Regions from separate parts of the Gasterosteus aculeatus genome. Here region 2 is linked to region 1. The links are chromatin contacts, called in public Hi-C maps. All regions are on one chromosome and are shown on one strand. Each heading gives the region's core, a stretch centred on a gene start, on an enhancer-like site or on the middle of the called end of the contact. The rest is flanking DNA. Distances are from core to core; before and after follow the strand shown. Region 1 overlaps LOC144388432 (a long non-coding RNA gene). Region 2 holds the start of plxna2 (plexin A2).

Region 1 (6,908 bases), core at 1,517-4,016:
CGTGATGCCCGGCTCGTTTCAATGTTCATGTTCACACAGAGATCCAGTGAAGTCAGTCAGGCCACATCTGGAAGCACTGCGCCGGGGTTTTCGGGGACTGCCTAGAGACGCGCTTGTCAAACAATGCACCATATGGGGGCTGAAATAAGGCAAAATCAGGCGGGTCACCCTGCAGGTTTCAAACCAGATGCGTGAACCAGTTTGTTAAGGGAGCCATGAAATGACATTTGCAGTGAATCAAATGGAAGAGACATTGTAGAATCTGTAATGAATGAAAGCAGTGAGTCCCGGTAGATTTTTGTATTCATTTCTTTATTTCTCTTGTGTTTATCACTAATGGCATATGACAGAATACACTCATCCACTTTGTGGAAAGGAAGCGTGGGAATTGGATTAAGTCCAGCAGACGTTGAGGAGTTCACCAGCCCGGCCGGACCAAACGCCAGCAAACCGCCCCAGAGGACCAGGACGATGCTGACTGGTGTAACGTCTACCTTTTTGTACCTCGTGCTTGGTTTTCAACCCAATTATGTCTTTACGGGGTGACACCCCTGGCAATGACATGCATTGGGTAAGAAGAAGAAAAATACATCTACAAAGTAGCTTTTAAGTCTTTATGAACATTTGTATTTGAGCAAAATAAATATACAAACATGTTTTCAAATCTAATCCTTTCCATTGGACAGTTGCTTGGCATTTGTTTCCGTAGGATTATCTTTGCACAACACGCTTAAAAAATTCGTTTGTGAGGCATGTGACGTTTCCTCCTACGGATCCTGACTGGCAGACGTGTATTACTTGAGGATTTAACTTATATCTCTTTCTTCATTCCTTTTCTCCATTTAGTCACTCCCCCTGTCTGACGATCGGACGTATTTTGGTTTATTTGCACGAGTCTCTGTAAAGTGTGTGTGTGTGTGTGGAGGGGGGGGGGGGGGGGGGGGGGGGGTCTCGGAGGCATTACCAGGGCATCATGAGGATCAGCACATGGTAGCAGAGACCTCAGGCACTCTGATTGGCTTTGCCTTGGTTGGGAGGGTTTGATGCTTTGTGAGTCCGCTGGATTCCAGTTGGCTGCAACCATCATCAGAGCAGGACTGACATGTGACAGGAGGGACAGTACGGGCTAAAATACTTAACCCAATAAAAGTCCTGGTTGTGGCCTCATTTCGCCTCATCTATGCTCATGGAGTTATGTTGTTTTTCTTTCTCCAGTATGCTTTTTTCTACTCTGGCATGTAAAATATTGTTAATACTATAATATTTAGTTTTGCCGTCAACACCGGTTAAATCTGAAAAAGTGAATTTTGTTCTTTTTTGCCTTTATTATGTTATAATCATTCTGCTTTGGGCAACAATTGAATTCATGTTGTTGAATCTGCATGAACAGTTGGCAGTTGTGTATTGTGTATTTATATATTACATGAAGTACCAGTCAAATGTTTGTACACACTTTCTCATTCAATTCTGCATATATATATATATATATATATATATATATAGGCCTATATATATATATATATATATATATATATATAGGCCTATGTATGTATTTTTTAATTCTACATACATAGGCCTATATATATATATATATAGGCCTATGTATGTATTTTTTAATTCTTAATACCTTTCTGGAATGTCGTGACATTAAGCTGTCAAATAAGCTCGAGGTCATTTGGTCATCAACAGTTAAATGAAGTCATTCAAAAAAAAACATTCCTGTAAATTGAGGCTTTCCTGTTTTCCTTTTCATCAGTGCTGTTCCTAGATCAGGAAGCTCAGCGCAGGGAGGCTTCGCAGGCACGGAATATCAGTGACGCTCTGCCCAATGGAGTGCAGGAACTCTCTCCATGTCATGACACTCGTCCCCCAACATCCCGCCTACCTGCCCGTCTGTCGCCACACCCGCATCTCAATTCCTCTTCTGTTTCCTGCCATTCTCCTTGTGTGATGTTTGCCAATAACCAAGAATCCAACCTTCCCCGTGCAAGTGTGCAGGCAGACCCAGCAATGACCCCCCCCCCCCCCCCCGACCAGTGGGAGACAAACACGGAAATGTATTTATACTCACCCGTAACCCTGCAGCTTGTGGCATCTTGACGGGCTGCACTGCAGGTTTGTTACATAGGACCAGCTGAATACAGGACAGACCTGGCCAGCTGTTTTCCGCCCCATAATGGGGGGGGGGGCATTAGAACATAGTTTCCCACAAAGAGAGCTGGGTTGAAAGGCCAACAAGGAAAGAGAAAACGGGGGGAAACCAAATAGTGTAACACAGCTGGACCTCTACAGAATACAGAATGTCAATGTAAAGCTGTCTGCCTCACATGTGGCTGCAGCACAAATGTGGGAACAATGTGCTTATAGTTTGTTCTGAATAAATCAAATCTTACTGGGATCCATTAAAGCATTTTAGGAAGTTGATTTGAAGACAAACATTCCTTGCTTTATAGGTCAATTTGATCACAAGTCGCCCACTGAACAGAAAGCAAAAAAACAAACAAGTATTTTGAGTCATTATGTCGCCGTAAAATTCTCTTGACAGAACTCACAAGTCCTATTGAGGAAGAAACTGCCACGAGCAAACAGTTAACATAACAGAACCCTCCCCAAACTCTTTTGGGATTACATCATATTTTGGGAAACCCAAAGAACACAATTTACAAACACACACACACACACACACACACACACACACACACACACACAGACTCAATACTGTTGAATCTGCAGGAACAACAAACTGCAAACTGGATACACAGTCTCAAGGAACTGCCAAAGATCCTCCCTTTCCTCTCCTCCTCCCCCACCTTTCACTCTCCCACCGCCGTGATCCCATACAGATGTTCTTCTTTAGGAGCCGACCAGCTATTGTTCATAAAAATCAATTTCATGGTCCAGACGGACCCAGCCCAACACGCGCAGCATCCACGCCCGTCCAGTTTCACGAGCAGACAAAACTGCGTGATCACGCGTGATCGAAGGCACAAAAACAACTGCTTCAGAGGATCTTAATAACAAAACTCACAAGCACACACTCTCTTTCTGTCTCATTTTCTGTCCCCCGACCACCTCTCTCTCAACTCTGCTCCTTGTCCCCCCCCCCAGCTTCCCAAACAAGTCCTTTACCTAGTTTGTCCTGAAAATGTTATCCTCCACAGGCCTTTAACTGGCCCTAATTGGCTCTGATTGGGTGACTCGGTAGACATCTTGAAGTAATTCATAGCTCAAGGTTGAGAGGGCCGTGCAGGTTTGGGAGTGCTTTGGGTCCCCGAGGTTCTCAGTCTTCACCCCGGATCCCAATTTCCTTTGGAGTGCATCTGTTAAGGAGCTATGCATATTAATGCAGAAGAAAGCACTTGCCCGAGATCGAGAGCAAAGCATTAAGCATTTCAAAAGGCATTTCCAAACTTACATTTCATTCCTGCATATGCTTATGTATAATTCCAAGTTTTGCAATTATATTGAGGAATCTTTTATTGGTCCTTAATGTCAGAGTTGTATAACTAATCTGTTTGATTTAGTCGAAAAGACCAAGAAATAAAAGGCTTTTACCAGAAGTTTTATAAGCACTCTTCACGTTTCAAACACAGTCCCTTGTTTTGATCGGGACTTTCCTCACTTCTGAGTGACTGTTCTGTCATCCATCAGAACCAGGAGGGGCCACAGGAAATCAATCGCTGCTGCTGCTTGCGCGACACCAGACGAGAGCGACCCTCCGTAGCATTGCCATCCAGTGAGAAAACAATAAAGTGCGTGTGTTCTGGCCCGATAACGTGGGATTAATTCATTAGAGTGCTGGTCGCCCAGATGGCTCTCATTACGTGTATCTGCTCAATTCATCTCTGGAGTTCTTTCACATGAGTCAAACTGTCTGCAGTAAGAGCGCTACATCAGTAAAAAACCTCTCCCAGCCAGTTGTATTGACTGATATTATGGTCTCCAGGGGCCTTATTAAAAAACAACGTAAAGTTCAAATACAGCTTTGCTGAAACAGATGTTAAACATTTTTATTCTAAATTAGTTTGACTGCAGTATGTGTGCCTGTACTTGTTTACTTGTGTAAGTCCTAGTCATCTATTAAATGCAGGTGTTGATATGGAATTACTACTTTGATGTTTTTTCTGAGTGGTAATTTTGATCACAAAGTTATTTCCCACAACAAACCAAGAGATGGCGCTACAGGATCAGGCTTTTTAAACGTCGTCACAAAGGAAAGATCCACTTCTGGACGACTCAACTCTGCACTCTAGCGGCAGCACGAACAAACTATTCATATTGCAATTCCTGCCATAAAAAAACATATGGAGTGGCCACGAAACTGTCATGAATTGAGGTGATGCCCGAGGAAGATGTGAACTAAGAGCTGAACTAACCGAAAGAGTAAGTGAAAGTGGCAAATAAAAGAAGAGTCTCAGGCGACATGCAGCCACAAACGGATCAATGCAGACCTTCAATAGCAAACCACAAACTGTCTGCAGTGTTTTTTTGGATATGGTGATGAGTGGATGAGGTGGTGTGTGTGTGTGTGTGTGTGTGTTTTGAAGCATGTAGCTATACACCTTCTGAAGTGTTGCTTTGGGCTCGTCGGGAGACGCTCGGGTCCTCCACATCAAATATTCATCTCACAGAATCTCCTAAACCTTAAATAATTCTCAAAGAGGTTTTGCCGAAAACGAGCCTTTGCGATCCCGGGCACGTTTCTATCCGGACAATGGATTCAAGGGAGGACAAGGAGGGAGACAGAAGGAGGGGAGGGCGAGGGGGGAGTTGGGGGGGGGGGGGGGGTAGAGGGAGACAGACAGTGGATTTGATCTATTGTGTGAACAGATGGGTTACGATTAGGGGCTGTCATCTGAATATACAGTGTGCAAATGTACATCGAGAATAGATTATGTTAAAGGAGATTTAAAGCGGTGGAACAGTTGAAACATGTTGCTTTACGACGGCAAGTAAAGATTATTGAGGACAATGTAAAATGTCCCGATTCATCCCGGTTTAACCACCATGAAGGGCTCAGGATAAACCAATCTGATGGATATTATCTGTTGTATTTAGTGGGCCGAGTCTTAATTTCAAGGTTTCTGAAAACCTACTTTCATTCTAACGGAGACCCCCCCCCCCCCCCCCATTTCAGTCTGTGTGATAACAAGCCGCCCCCGATCTCATCTGATCTGACCTCGCTCTCGTCCAGGACTCCATTCCAAACCACAATTACACCATACCGGATGGATGATCTCGTACTCATTACCCCCCCATATCGGAGACCCTGACTGAACCAATCGCCCCCCCCCCCGGTGAGTGTGTGGCAGGTGGTGTGTGTCGACTTGGCCCCTGCCCCAGTCCTCGGCCCTTTGGCGTGCTGATAAGAGCTCAGCGTGGAAAATCAGACAGCGGCGCTCTGGCCTTTCACGAGCGAGCCGGAGAAAATGAGCCATGAAGGAAATCGGAGGTGATTATCTTTATTATCAGCCAGGGGAGTAACTGTGGAAGCGGCGACCTGGGGAGGGGGGAGGAGGGTGGGGGGGGGGGGGGGGGGAGATGCACAAGCTGTTCCAGCGGCACGCTGATTGGCCCATACAAGCTCCAGCGGTAATTAACATCTGCATATGCAAACGAGTGCTCCAGCTAGGGAAATTTGGCAGCCGTTTCTCACCTGCACCCTGAAAGCAGCAGGGTAGTTGAGTTACACACACACACACACACACACTCAATCAAATGATGCATGTTCTGTGACTCCATGTTCACAACACAACCCTGTCCTAAAGTGCACTTGTGTATTTTAATGTCCATGTGCATTTGCACAGCTGAAAAAAATACTTACGCCTGCACTTCTTCAGAAGCACAGTTGGCATGGGTGGACCAGGGGGGTGGTTTGTGTGTTGGGGGGGCACTGGGTCCAACGGACACCATTCTCCCACCTCTTTGTTTTTGCTGCACCGTGCTGAAAGAGATGGGGCCACACAACGGGAGTCTGTCAGTGGGCCTGCTGGGAGAGACTCATTACCATCTCAGGGAGCAGGGACCAGTCGCGGGGCCCGGAGGCTCGGACGGTTTGGCCCCTCCTGCAGACCCAGACAGTCACAGCGCTCAAAAAGAGCGGGAGAATTTGTTGTCAGCAAACGGCAGAGGGAGACTGTCTACATGAACGGGTGAAGCAGTTCATTAATGACCGTTCCCCTTTTCATTCGAACATTGCAGATTTAAGGATTCAACATAATGCACCCGTTTCCCTGGGCTGGCGTGTGTGTGTGTGTGTGTGTGTGTGTGTGTGTGTACACACTGCTCTACGCGTCTCTGACCTGTGAATTATGCAGAGCGTCCACTGGCGTGTGTTGTGCTGTGGTGTTCTAATGAGAGAGCGGCCAGCGGGCGGCGGGCGAAGCGGCCTGCAGAGCGCCATGAGGATGACAGGCCCAACAACGGGACGCCGCACCATCAATAGAGCTTGTGCTGAGAGTTTACGACACCTGGGCTCACAACTTCCCACCAACTAACACACCACACACACACACGCGCGCGTCTCTTTCTTGTGTTCTTCTCGGGCCTCCGTGCTGCCTCTAATGTCTTCTCTACCTTCTTACTTACTTTAGGTTCTTTGAAGAAACTTACGATGCACCAAATTGTTCCCTGCACTCATCTGAGGCAGTACGGGGCGTTTGTTGAAGGATTCTGAGAGGTTAGAGTCTTCAACCTGCAGAATCAGTGCTTTGACTAGAATAGTATAAATATATTAAACATTTTCTTTTCACAAAGGCAAGTGTCAAATCCCCAATACAGTGCAGCTCCTCACTTTACCTAAAAGAGCTCAACCAAAAAACAAACACCGTTTTCCAACCCACCGGTACACAATGAGAAGCACTGACGTCAGACACAATGTCAGTGTTTGCATCAATGTTAATAAATGA
Region 2 (6,908 bases), core at 1,247-3,746, 160 kb after region 1:
GTTGCTCCACAAAAGCTGGACCTAGGTTTTTCCAGTTCAAGCAATTTCTTTCCAGTTTGGTGAGGGTAACATATTGATTGGACGAACGTGTGATCTTCTGCAGAGGCTCGCTCGGACGGCGTGCCTTCAAAGGCCTCACTTTGCCATTGATTCACTGAGTTGCACCCTGAAAATCTTTGCTTATATCCTTCTCGATTTAAGAAAGAAGGCGAATGGCCCGTGATTCATTGCATTCTGAAAAGAACTGAGCTTATCAAGAATAACTTTGATAACAGCTATTGTACAATGTTGTCTTTAAAAGGGATTTTAAAGGTTACCATCCGTTAATTTTGGACATTTTTTAACGAAGCTGTGAACTGCTGTGTAAAATGTTGCATATAAGAACAGCCAATTGGTCAGAGGGACTGATTGTGCAGCAGCATCACCGCACTCTCAGAGAATGTGTCCCCCCCCCCATTAGATTGGAGTTAATTAGGTGAATATAATCACCATGTGATAATCAAACCAATGCTGAGTGCTGGTTTGTTCTTCCAAAGGCAGCAATTTCCACCCTGGTGGCTGCTTTGGGGTCAAACTGCTGTTTCACTTTGAGATGGATATTAAAATAATGATGAGAGCGGGTCACGCTTCACATGCACCAAAACCATGATCTCACCAAGAAGGAACGGGTTTTGATTGCACGAGCAGAGGGATTAATATGCTACCCGACAACCGCGGCAGATGCAAGTTATTTTCATGCAAATGTAAGGCAATTTCCTACTTAAGACAACATTTATTTTCTTTAGAGTCATTGTCACGGCTGCCCGCCGGAGCGCTGGCAGCCCGACAGAATGAAGATTTGTAGGTGCATCTGCTGAATTGGGACGGAGGAGGTCTAGCGCCAATCTGGGATCCTAAATTGATGCCAGTTGGCGACAATTTTATCAGATTGTTTGAGGTTTGGTTGTTGTTGCAATTTGGGCTTGCATCACTTAAGAAGAGAACAAACCAGCACGAATTGTTTAGACGGTGGGAACTCACAGACTATCACTGACCGTTTGAAACTAATTCACAGCACATTTGTTTTTAGGCGTATAATAACAGACAAATATAGCAGTGTGATTGGACTCCAGGTTCACTTGTTGCAGTCCCAGACACAGATCCAGATCTGCAGCCCACCAACAGCCACTATAACACCTCTAAAATACAGTTCCAGGTGTAATCTGAAGGGTTGCGTGAATATTGATCAAGTGGATACTATGGGGAATATCTTTGAGGTTTTGCCCCCAAAATCAAGGTCAGTTAAATTTAAATCATTCAAAATTGTGATGGTTGTTACCCTAAAAATAAATACTACTGGTCAACCAACTGCATTAAATAGTCCAAAAAACGATTTCACAAACACAAACCAAAAAGCAGCTCGTCAGTATGGCTGTTGGCAACTGATCCTCTCTGTAGAACAGATTATAGCAAATCTCTAATAAATGAGAATAAAGCATAAATGGCAGTAGAGATTCCAGTTCAACACCAGCAGTGTCCACTGTAGCTGTAATGACCGTGATCCATTGAACGGTGTCACATCATCAGCACCACACAGTCAAAGTCTAATGTATTATATTCATATATTCACTGCATATTTACACATGTTGAAAACCGGCTGCGACCTCAAAAAGGGAATCGCGCGCAGGCTAGAAAGGAAAATGTCGAAAAATGTCTGTCTGCAGTGTCGGAAATAAGCACACAATTGCCCAGCTATGTTGCTGTAGTTTGCGAGGTGAACCAATATTTACACATTGCAGAGCCTATTTGAGGCTTAACGAGCATTGACCGTCACTCACCTCTTCATTTAAGCTGGATGTCCCGGTCGTCCTGCTCCTTCCGGCGCGGCGGCTCGTCCTCTGGCTCGTTACTGATGGACCTCACATCCACTGTAACAATTTTTTTTTTTTTTTTTTTAAATGAACAAACGCTACAAAACCTCGCTTTTCGGATGACGCTTTAAACGAGCTCACGTTCACTTCTCCTTCCAAATTCCTTTAACACATCTGTTCTCGGGACGCGTTAAGCGTGCGAAGGCGGCGTCATTCATTCAAGTGCGCGTCTATTAAAAAGAAGCATTTTTTTTTTTATCGCCGCGAGTGACCGGAAATTCGGCGCGTGAACTTCGCGGCGGGGCTGACCGACCCTCCTTAGTGTCGCCCGACTCACGCCGTTTCCGTGAAGCGGCGCATTCCTTCAGTTCAGGGGGGTTTGAGCGTCCTCCGGGCGGGGGGGGGCGGCAACGGAGCGTCCGGGGCTCGCGACCGAGTCCGGCGGGGTAGAATTCGCGGCGAGGCGCGCGCTCAGACCGACAGCGTTGCTTTCTCACGGGGCTCCGCCGTACTGACGGAGATTAGCGGCTCCATCAGTATACAGTACAGTGCGCGCGCGTGTGTGTGTGTGTGTGTGTGTGTGTACGCTGCCTGCCTGCCTGCACACTGGCACACTGCGCGTTTAAACCCGGCCCCCCTCACACCCCGGCTCATTATGGCGTTAACTGTTTCCGCCCAAAGAAAAACGATGAATAATGGATACATTTTTTTTTATAGAAAAAAGATTTCGAGGGGGATTTCTGAAATGCAATCCTAATACAACATTTAGGATTGTACCGGGAAGGAAATCGTTTGGAGCACTCGGTTAAATAAAACACATCAACATAAAAAAACATTTGCAATGTTCCGAACATGTAACCAAAGGAAGAAAAAAAAACTCGATACCAAAAAAGTTACATTAAGTATCTAACGAACTCATTCTAATTTAAAGTTTTGATAATTCTCTGTGGGATGATTCACACATTTCATATGCATTCCCTCTGGAAATATTTGTAAACGACGTTATGATTTAGACCATGAATATTGACATATAGCTGACAATTGCGTTGTGTATAGAAAAATAAAATGTTCTTCCAGAGTTCGTCTGCGCAACACCTCAGTATACTTGCACTCCCATCTAACTCTGTTCCTGTTAGAATACTGCCATCTTTAGACCAAACTGAGAACATGCTGAGCTACAGGCCATCATCATCTGTCACATTTTGATTCGCTTCAGCTCATATACCTATTTATTACATGACTTACCATTCGAATTGATTGTGCAAACTTCAGAGATAATAATCCCCCCAAAAACTGAGTGGTCAAAGCCTTGACGTTGTTCTTTTAAATTGCCTTAGCAACCGTTCCCTCCATCTGCTTCTTCTTTGTCTTGGTCTTTGAGAGCAGAAAACATCAAATTCTATTAAATGCTACACATAGGTAGTTGCCTATCATCCCCTTTTTATTTCTATATATATATATATATATGCTTGCGTGGTTTCCTCTAACCCCTGTTAGAGCATGACTCTAAATTGCCCGTAGGTGTAAATGTGAGCCTTATTAGTTGTGTCAGCCTTCCGATAGTCTTGCGACGACTCCCTGTGCATTCGCCCAATGTCAGCTGGGATTCGGCTCCAGACGCCCTTTCACCCTGAAAAGCATGAGAAGTTAGGGATAGTGGATTGGTTGATGGATATACAGTATATACATCCCCATGTTTTCTATTATAGTTATCTTTGTCCTTACTGGTTTAGAAAATGATGACAAAAAAAAGTAGGCTATCCACATTCCCTGATGCATCAATAATGCAGAGTGGGGAAAAGGAAGCCAGTGTCTGCCATCAAAAGTATTGCAAAACTGCCAGGAGGAGAAAGATCTGGAAAAACCAACGTAAGTACACTAAAAGCACAGCGCCCACTTAAAGACAGGGTCAATATCTGGAGGCTGTCCACCGCACTACCAACCAAATGGCTCTTACTCAACCCCGGCAAGCAGGGGTAATCAAACACAGTCTTTTCCAATCCATTACTCACAGCCCTGTTTGGAGAAGCCCTGTTTGGTACAAGCTGTGATTTGTTTGATCGGAGTATAATTCAATTGATATTGAAAGAACAGGTTGCACAGAACTGTCTCTAAGATGTTCTGCCTCTTCCTGAAGACAAAACTGATGGTTATTGCAGTACAACGATCAGTCACGACTGCCGGTAGAGTGGCTTTATTTGACTTCTTAAAGTCATTAGTAAAAAAAGATGAATGCAAAGTGTAGCTTTCCTTGAATCATCATATGGAACGGAACATTGTATACATTTTATCTCTTTTTCAATCATGCAAAAGTATCATGTGTGAGGCTATCGAGCAGGCATATTCATACTTGCGTGCGTGTGTTTCCTGCTCAGCTCTGGGTCTTTGCTCCTCTAAACAGCTTGATTTCATGCAAAGATGCAGCGTTTATGCTCATAACGTACCTATTGTCACTTTACCTCTATTGAAGACCTGACTGCTACCTGCGCTGTGTCAAGATGGGCCAGGGTAATTCAATGAGTCACTTTCAGTCTCAGAGCCCCCCCCCCTGCACCTGAAGTAAAAGCACAGATCATTGGTCATTAGTGTTTTCAGATAAGAAAGCCATTGGCCACTTTATGTGTTTACATTTGGAATCTGACTTTGTAGAGATCGTTTTTGTGGAGGCAAGAAACTAATGGGATTAAAAGCCTACGGCGGGTTAGAAGGTTAAACTGCTGGAATTACGACCGTGCGATGTGCAGTACCTACTGTTTATCTCTGAACGTACGTGGGCGGCTGGGTGCGTGCAAAGAGGGGGAGTTACTGCTGCAGAGCATTTGTGACAGGGGATGGAGAGGGGTAGATCGCGGCAAAGCACAAAGCTTATTTGTAGGAAGATCAGTTTGGTGAGCAAATCAAACAGTAGCCAGTCGGAAGGGTGTGAACAGTAATGGGAATAAGGCTCCCGGCGGTAATGTGGGGAGATGGGCGACTGCAGGGCTGTCGTTTGACCGTTTGCCGATCAAAGAGATCGTACACAGCGATTTTATCCCAAGTTGGAAGGTTTCAAAGGGGCCTCCAGTGATGCCATTAATTCTTTCTCCCTCTGGCCATATCTGAAGATATCACGGGGGAATGTGGCAACCTGTCGACTCCACTGAAACTCCATTCCCTCTCTTCTCTGACCCGTGTAAGCGATCCTTGCTCCTGGCTGGAGAGAAAAAACTAATACCAGGAAACAATTAAATGAAAAAGTTAACTGTCAATATAACGGTGACATGGCATGTAATGCCTTTTACTTCTGCTCCAATTTCAAACCATGTGATCATCGTCATCATCTTTTTGGGAACTAATGGTTTTTTGTCTTTTTTTAATGAACGAAGAAAAAAAATAGCTGAGAAGACCTTCATATTTCTTTCTTCAGTGTTCATAAATGGACATCCATACACCCATTGCACTAACTAAAACCAGCTTGTCCTTATTGGGAGAACTACTTTTTCCATCAAAAAGAATTCACCTTGAAACCGAACATAAAGGGTAAATGGGTTGTGCTTGTATGGCGCATTTCTAGTCTAGTCCTATTCCAAGAGTGACTCAAATGCAGTCACATCCACCCTCGCCGCTTACTTGCAGGTTGGATGATATGAAAATGAAAACAATCGGCCGATACTTTTAGAAGCATTGGCCTACACTATGGTGATGTTGGTCCACTTCTATTTCACAAGACCAAATCTAACAACATCATGCCGAGGTCAGGTTTTTGTCAATAAATGGCAACTATTTACAGTGGCAGTCATATCGGAGTAATGATCTCAGTGAGTAAGAAAAGGGTTTCACAGCTGCAATTTTGTCCTCGTCTTCAGGGAGGATAACCCACCCTGAAGTTCAAGTGAACATAATGCGTGTGATCTCTGGCCCGATTGTACGTCTCTCACTGGAGGCATCTCTTCAGCTTGTCAGGACCTGTCAACGGAAAAAACTAAATGAAAATAGCAATTAATTTCCACAGAGATACAATCACTGGAGATGTGGTAATTGCCAGCTGCTCTGATATGTTTGCTGAGCGAGGCATTGTGCTCAATTTAAATAAAAAAATTAGAAAAAACTAAATAATTTTGTCCTTGCTCGGAGGCATTCCTGCCCAGTGCTGTAATCTCCCGGAAGCAAATCAGACTCAGATGTCATCAGTATGAAAACATAGCACCTCAAAAATAGAAGCAGAATGCGAAATGTGGCAAAAGCACAGCTGGTCCATCTTACAACGCATCAGTGCCACAATTGAGCTGTCAGAGAAGATGAATAACATTGATATTAAAAACAATTAAGTACTTGATGCCCACAGCACTAACCTCCTAGTTAAGCTCAGCTTAACTAGGAGGTGAACAAATCCAAAATGCCTCACAAAACAGGCAGACTCCAAGTTTATGGCGTACATTGATGCAACCACCAATACAGATATGGATGCTCATGACACATGCACATGAGGATGGGAGGAAAACACAAGGAACCAGAGAGAAAGTCCTTCCATTAGATGGTTGGGTGTTTAAATATGTTGCTTCTCAGAATATGAGTCTCAGTAAGTTGCCGGCTATTAAATATTGCTCGGGCTGCTCACTTTGTCCCAGCTCTTGATGAAGCATTTCTTTATAATTATAGACATTTCCACACTCCCCCAAGGATGACCTCTTATTATGGTGAAGTGGGTCTGCTTAGCAGAGCGGGCCGCCAGGAACAAGCTCCGCCGTGCATTTCAATAAATCCTCATCCCCGCTCGTCTCAAAGGCCACGGGACCAAATCAGTCACCATTTAAGCAGAAACAAATTGTTTAACGCAGAAATATCCCAATTCCTCCCCCATTCACAATTGTAATCGAGATAAAAAAATATGATGCATTGTTTTGCATACTAACAAGGCACTTTGGTGATCCGCACGTACACGGCTAAAGAGAATAGTTCCACGACAATGACCAACACATCTTCTGCCTCTTAAGTGTGACAGAGAAAATAAGGATATCACTTTATCCGCAGTATTTCTTGAGGAGAGGAGGAAAGTCCCGACAACTGTCTCCGTTGGTG

The links. A called contact is a pair of places that touch in the nucleus more often than the background predicts.
Region 2: a contact with region 1 is called in a Hi-C map of skeletal muscle, with 8 times the contacts expected there. The contact joins the promoter of plxna2 here to the enhancer-like site in region 1. A contact is called at or near these places in 2 of 6 Hi-C or Micro-C datasets (both in skeletal muscle).

Annotation. Positions count from the first base shown.
Region 1 is chr2:7,648,360-7,655,267 of fGasAcu3.hap1.1, forward strand. It overlaps LOC144388432 (a long non-coding RNA gene), which reads left to right. Exons shown (of 2, transcript XR_013452816.1): 2 at 351-654. Among protein-coding and RNA genes, the nearest start is that of LOC144388432, 4.1 kb to the left of the region's middle. Within about 2 kb of position 2,767, at least 1 of the 9 cell types and tissues checked has open chromatin away from gene starts, as enhancers often do.
Region 2 is chr2:7,811,039-7,817,946 of fGasAcu3.hap1.1, forward strand. It overlaps plxna2 (plexin A2), which reads right to left and starts at 2,497. Exons shown (of 32, transcript XM_040193259.2): 1 at 1,818-2,497. LOC120829283 (a long non-coding RNA gene) reads right to left here. Exons shown (of 3, transcript XR_005713649.2): 3 at 5,554-6,908.